2 separate regions of the Mus musculus genome follow, and region 2 is linked to region 1. The links are chromatin contacts, called in public promoter capture Hi-C maps. All regions are on one chromosome and are shown on one strand. The core of a region is the stretch at or near the end of the contact, and the rest is flanking DNA. Distances in the headings are between cores, read along the strand shown. Region 1 overlaps Bfsp1 (beaded filament structural protein 1, in lens-CP94). Region 2 overlaps Rrbp1 (ribosome binding protein 1).

Region 1 (3,398 bases), core at 692-3,191:
CTGACATCCTGTTTTCCATCCCCACTGGGCCCCTCATAAAGCTCTCACTGTGCAGCAGTCCCAGAAGACAATGCTACAACAAGGGGGCAACAAGGAACAGTGGTTGCCCCCTGAGTGAAAGATCACAGGAGAGAAATTGAGTCAGGCCTTAAAAATGCCTTCTTCCCAGGACATAACCATGCCTCAGGGACTAGATACTTCTCAGTGACCGTGGTTTCTTTTGAGGGAGGGAGGGGAGTGGAGAAGGGAGAGATGGAGAAATGTTTATGTAGAGAATGTGGTGTGTGTGTGTGATATGTATATAGTGTGTGTGGTGTATGTCGTATATGTGTATATAAGGTCTGTGGGTAGTGTGTGAGTATATGAGGTGATTTGAGTGTATTTGCTGTGTATGTATGTAGAGTATATTGTAAAGTGTGTATGATATGTATATTGCATGCATGTGTAATGTGAAGGGTGCGTGGGCTCTGCATGTGTGCATGTATGTGTATATACATGTGTATATGTGGGGTGTGTAATGTCAGGTATATGTGTGGCGTGTGATGTTCATATGAAGTATGACTTATTCATCTATCTGTGTAGGGCATATGTGCATGCACGTGGGATGTGTGTATGGTGTAAGTGTTTTACATGTGACTGAGGAAGTGGGTGTAGGCCCAGTCCCGGTTCTGGAGACTGTGGTTTTCAAATTGTTCCTTGAAATTCACCAGGTGTAAAATGAATTCAGTAGAATTGACTGGTACAAAAAAGGAAGAAAGCAGGCTGGAGAGATGGCTCAGGGGTTAAGAGCACTGGCTGCTTTTCCAGAGGTCCTGAGTTCAATTCCCAGCAACCACATGGTGGCTCACAACCATCGGTAGTGGGATCTGATGCCCTCTTCTGGTGTGTCTGAAGATAGTGACAGTGTGTTCATATACGTACAGTAAATACATAAGTCTTTATAAAAAATTAGAAGAAAGCAACACAATGGCGCTGGGAATAAGAAGTAACAGAATGCATGGCAGTGAGAAGTATACAAAGTTTATCCTGGAAAACTTTTGTCTTAAATGTATCTGTATATTTTTGACTACACATGTATTTGCTCAAATGCACACATATGATGTGGCCTATGGTGTGAACTATGTCACTTCCTGTGGTCTGGGTGACAAAGTTGAAAAACACAGCCCTAGATACTAAAAAGATCAAGGCCCTAGCCTCACATGGAAAATTTTAGTTCTGCGGGGGGGGGGGAGGGGGGAGACTGTTTGTCTTTCTTTGTGTGCACACATATTTTTGATGGCTATAAAACCATGATATGTATAGGAAGTGTGTGATCTATTGATGTAGGGTACATGTGCCTGCATGTGGGATGTGTGTATTGTGCATGTGTGCATGGGACTGAGGAAGCAGGTGCAGGCCTGTTATGGTCCTGGAAACCCATGTTTTTCAAACTCTTAGTTATAGTTCATTGGGTGGGAAACAACAGGCTTGGCCTGGTTTCTGAGTACATGAGGTATAACTGTTGGGTCAGGTCCTGTTCTCAGCCTCTGACACTACTGAGACTTAGCAGTTTATCTCTGTGTCTAAGGTAGGGTCTCACTTTCTCCTCTAGGTTCCCTTCCCTGTCCCTAGATTTTATTAGTCTGGTGAAGTTTGTGGATCCTTTCTCATAAAATGTTGTTGAAGGCAAAAAAAATTATTCAAAGCAAGCCAATTCTATAAAGATAGTTATCCATATGTTATCCAGTGTCCTTGACTCGAGGGGTCATGTCTGGATGAATCTGCAGCAAGCTGAAGTAACCTGAGGTGCACATGGCTTTTATATGGCCCACTTATCTATTACACACCCCAACCTTACAGCACAGCACCCTGTCGAGTGTAGGGTGTGTCCTGGCTGATACAGTCATGGCTTGCTGCCACACCACTGCTATGCACGAAGGCAAAATGCAAACAGGAAGCATGGCCTCTACAGAAAGCACAGTGCTTCCACACTGTGGTCAAGTGGACCAGTGCACGTCCATGATGCTCTGCAGGGCATGTACAGTCGCTTGTCAGTATCCAAGGGGGATTAGTCTTCACAACCCCACAGGTACTGAAAATCACACTTGCTCAAGACTCCAAAGTGCTTAGTGCTTGTATGTGAACTATGAAGTTCTCCCATAGCCTTGAACTCAACCCCAACAACTTATAACATCCAGGATAGTGTGAGTGGGTATAAGTAGTTTTATTTTTTATTATTTAGGAAATGATGACAAACATGGTTATACACACACACACACACACACACACACACACACACACACACATATATATATATTTTTCAGCAGAGGCATAATTGGTTGATTGGGACTCTTAGGATCCAGAGAGGTGACTGTTCAGTAACAAAATACTGAACATAACAAAATTGGTCTAACAAAATAACAAAAATTGGTCTAATGAACCTCAGGTGTGCCACCTTCACGGGTTGTCACAGCCCATGTATGTGACGTGGCTCCTGCGTATTTTCTCATTTTCACACTGTTCTGTAAGTCAGGGAGTGGGGCAAGCAGGTTGGTCTCTCTGTTCTGGGTCTCCCAGGGTGGCATAAAGTGTGTGTGTGTGTGTGTGTGTAGTCCACCTGGGCCCCTGCTGGAGGATCTTATGGGAGAACTTGCTCACAGTGTCGGGTGTGTGGTTGGTACAAGTCAATTCCGACAGGCTATAGTGGGGAGGACCCTGTTTAGTCAAAGAGGTTGTGCATTCCTTGGCCCAAGGCTATTCCACGCCAGCGCTGTGTGTAAAGTCCTGGGTCTAACCCTCTGCCTCCAACTTCTCCTCTTAGCTGCTGCTGCTGCTTCTGCTTCTGCTTCTTCTTCTTCTTCTTCTTCTTCTTCTTCTTCTTCTTCTTCTTCTTCTTCTTCTTCTTCTTCCTCCTCCTCCTCCTCCTCTTCCTCCTCCTCCTCCTCCCCCTCCCCCTCCCCCTCCCCCTCCTCCTTCTCCTCCTCCTTGGCTTATGTGATTAGGATTAATTTAATTAATTTAAATAACTTACTTTGTGGTGCTGGTTAAGGTTTTCGATGCTTCCAGAATGTCTCCCGGTTAGGACCTTCAGGGTAAGTTCCCTGGCCCAGCAGCATCAGCAGCATCTGGGAACTTGTCAGAAGTGCAGATTCACGGGTACATCCAGACCAGCTGTGGCCTGGCAACTCCTGTCGTAACAAGTCCTCCAGGCGGCTCCACAGGCATTAGATCCATGCCTCTAAGAACAGAGCCCGAGATTGGAGCTGGGGGCCTCTCCTTCAAGTCAGCCAAACACAGGTGCCCAAGTCCCCTGGGGATTAATTTCTTCCAGGCGGACAAGGAATGACAGACAATTCAGTGTCTTGACAGGACCTGAAAACGGTTTTATTGATTGGCAAACAGGATGAGCCCTGACCTCT
Region 2 (3,083 bases), core at 575-3,074, 110 kb before region 1:
AAAGGGAGCCCCAAGGCAGGGCAGGGGCAAAGCCTTCTTTGTGAGAGTGGTCCCTCATGCTCTGGCTGGCCCATCAGCGTGTGGCTCTCTACCTGACTTGCTGTGGTCATTTTTAGCTGACACTGGATTTTAATCAGTCTCTGTCTTCTGATTTCAGAAGTAGAACTCCCAAGCCTGGTACCTTTAGTCTAGTTTTGATTGCAAACTTTTGCTCTTTAACATGAGACAATGGGCAGGTGTCTTAGGGTTTCTGTTGCTGTGAAGAGACATAACCATGGCAACTTTTATAAAGGGAAACATTTAATTGGGGCTGGCTTTCAGTTCAAGGTTTAGTCTAATTATTGTCATGGTGGGAAGCATGATGGTATGCAGGCGGACACAGTGCTGGAGACGTAGCTGAGAGTTCTGTATCCTGATCAGCAGGCAGCAAGAAGTGAACTATGAGCTAGTAGGCCTGGTGTGAACTTCTGAGACATCAAACCCCACCTGCTAGTGACACACTTCCTTTAGCAAAGCCACACCTACTCCCACAAGACCATGCCCCCTAATAATGCCTACTCCCTATAGGCCTATTGGGACCATTTTCATTAAAACCACCAAAGCAGGTGTTTGTGAAAAGCCTGGGTGTAGGACATTGTTCCTGTAGGACATCTGTCCCTGTGCTGTGTACATCTCCAGGGCTTGGATTCTGGCTCAAGTTTAGGTGTGGACTCATTGTAACTTTTCCCCCCTCCTTTACCCTCATCTGGTTGTTTCCCCTCAAGTTAAGGCAGCTTCTGCTAGAATCGCAGTCTCAGCTGGATGAAGCCAAGAGTGAAGCCCAGAAACAAAGCGATGAGCTTGCCCTGGTAGGTTGACTTAGGTCCTGGGCAGGGGTGTATGATACGGGGTATGCATGTGATGTAACTTGATATCCATGTGGAGTGTCTGCAGCTTAGCAGGGTATGTCATACATTAGTCATGTAGGGCAAGCTTAGGGGGACTACAGCAGTTTGCATAAAACTTAGTTGGGCTTGTAGCTGCCAGGGACCAGAATGTTCACATTCTGTTTCCTGTCTTTGGGCAGATCTGGCATCTGCTCAAGACCATGGGCTGTGGGACATGTAGGCCTTAGTAGCCTGTTTGGTCAGCTGAGCAGCCCAGGATACAGGACTCCTGATACCACAGGAGAGTCCTTTAAAGCCTTTAGGCATGTCTGTGCTTTCTGCATGCTTTCCTGCTTCAATGATGGAACTGGCCTTGCCAGTCTTACAGTTATACGGGATGACCTGCTCCTTCTGGCCCTCTGCCAGGCACTGAGAGCAGATAAACCTGTACAGAGATGTGAGGAGTGGCCCTGTGCACATTGCCTCTTGTAGTCCAGTAGTTTTCCCAGTTTGCCGCTGCTGTGTCTGGAACCATGTCCCAGCTGCTTGGTCTCCCTCCTGGTCCCCAGCCCTGGCCCTAGGCAGCAGCCTGTGCAGCTGCAGCTATCTTCCCTTTATCTTCATTGCCATTTTGAAAACCTTGAAGTAGATGTCAACATTTGAAATTTGGAGATTGAACATGTGCTGTCCAGGAGAGCAGCTCTGGTGTGTTGACTCCACACTTTCTCCTAAGCCCAGCTCCCTGCATCCAGGTTTTAGGCCTTGTCCAGACTACCACACTACAAGTAGATGCTGTCTGGGCCAAGCCTCCCAAATTTAAGGCTGCCATTCTCAGCCATTTGCTAGGTTGGGTCTGGGTAAGAGCCCCCCACTACACCCCCCCCCCCCATGGGACACAGCCCAGCCAAGGCATGTACACAGACCGTGCCTGCCAAGGGTTCTTGTCACCTTTGAACTGTGCTCTTTGCTTTCTGCACTCTGGGGCATTTGAGAAGGCTAAGTGGAGACTGAGGCCACCCAGGTCTCCTAAAGAGCTTATGAGTTCTGTCCCCAGGCCTTCTGACTGGGACCTTTCCCAAGCAACCTGTGTGACTTTGCTGGTCTTCAGATGGAAGGCCCAGTGGTCTGGTGGACCCAGAGAATTACAAGGCAATAATATGGTCTTACTATTTTGTCCAAGCCCCCAAAAGGCTGTGAACAGGACACTACATCCTTGAATAATTGGAATGGGACATGTTGTCAGTTACCTCTGTTCCATGTGGACTCCCTGGTTTTGTGTGGTTGCTCCTGGGGGAGAGGGGTGTTGCCTCACAGGTTCACTTCAAAAAATACACATGGCTCTCATTAGTCAAGGGGCTTGTTGGCCTCAAGGCTTTTGAGATGCTGAGTGGAGTATCCCTCCTGCACTAGGGAACATAAATATTGATCACAGATGGCAGACCTTTACTCTTCCTATGTCTCTGAGGAGTCTCTCTCTCCCCCTCCTGGTCCCCCTCCCCTTCCCTCTCCCCCCTCCCCTCCCCTCTCCCCACTCCCTTTCTCTCCCTCTCCCCCCTCCCATCTCTCTGGCGAGTGCATGGGTGCTTGTGTGTGTGCATGGGTGCATTCCACTGGTGTGTATTTGCACAAACCCACCCCTCCCTGTTTCAGGTCAGGCAGCAGTTGAGTGACATGAGGAGCCACGTAGAGGATGGTGACGTGGCTGGGTCTCCAGCTGTCCCTCCAGCCGAGCAGGACCCTATGAAGGTTAGGGTGATAAGCTGGTCCTCACCCCTAACATCACATGGTGCTCAGGGGTGGGCAGCCTATGTGCTGATTAAACTGAGTGCAGGTACTTCAGTCCCCACTGCTAGCCACCTCCTCATCCCGTGTGATCTGGGTGAGAGGACCCAGAATGGAAGGGTGTAGAGCTAAGGGCGGGTGGCTAGGGCCCTTGGCCCTTACTACACAAGGAAGGGACTTTTGGACCTGTGTGTAGCTTGGGTTTGGGTAGCCACAGAGGAGATTTGTCTTTAGCTGTGGCCCTTTACTGGGGCATTGCTAGCCGGACATCTGTCTTCCAGAGTTTTGACCAAAAGATCAGTTACCAAGAGCAATTGGCAAGAGGCAGGGACCTATCATTGGGCTCCCATTGTAGACCATGTCCTGCCCCATGGCTTTGGGGTCTTTCCTGCCCTGTGAGTCCTGTGAAAGGCTTAGAGTCTAGTGTTTTCCCCA

Evidence for each region. Capture Hi-C pulls out chosen DNA fragments and counts their contacts.
Region 2: a promoter capture Hi-C map of adipose tissue shows a contact between it and region 1. The contact joins two enhancer-like sites. A contact is called at or near these places in 1 of 39 promoter capture datasets (embryonic stem cells), 1 of 15 datasets of contacts at CTCF or cohesin (large pre-B cells), 36 of 484 Hi-C or Micro-C datasets (CD4 T cells, CD8 T cells, the CH12 cell line and 19 more), 2 of 115 datasets of contacts at active chromatin or transcription factors (microglia and pancreatic cancer cells) and 4 of 9 other capture datasets (adipose tissue, embryonic stem cells, liver and 1 more).

What each region holds. Positions count from the first base shown.
Region 1 is chr2:143,837,399-143,840,796 of GRCm38.p6, reverse strand. The region is part of intron 5 of Bfsp1 (beaded filament structural protein 1, in lens-CP94); the gene reads left to right. Among named protein-coding and RNA genes, the nearest start is that of Bfsp1, 24 kb to the left of the region's middle. Within about 2 kb of position 1,941, at least 92 of the 459 cell types and tissues checked have an H3K27ac peak or open chromatin away from gene starts, as enhancers often do. A contact at or near this core is called in adipose tissue, where this site is marked.
Region 2 is chr2:143,949,957-143,953,039 of GRCm38.p6, reverse strand. Rrbp1 (ribosome binding protein 1) reads left to right here. Exons shown (of 24, transcript NM_024281.2): 19 at 765-848; 20 at 2,517-2,612. Among named protein-coding and RNA genes, the nearest start is that of Gm33804, 11 kb to the right of the region's middle. Within about 2 kb of position 1,824, at least 37 of the 459 cell types and tissues checked have an H3K27ac peak or open chromatin away from gene starts, as enhancers often do. A contact at or near this core is called in adipose tissue, where this site is marked.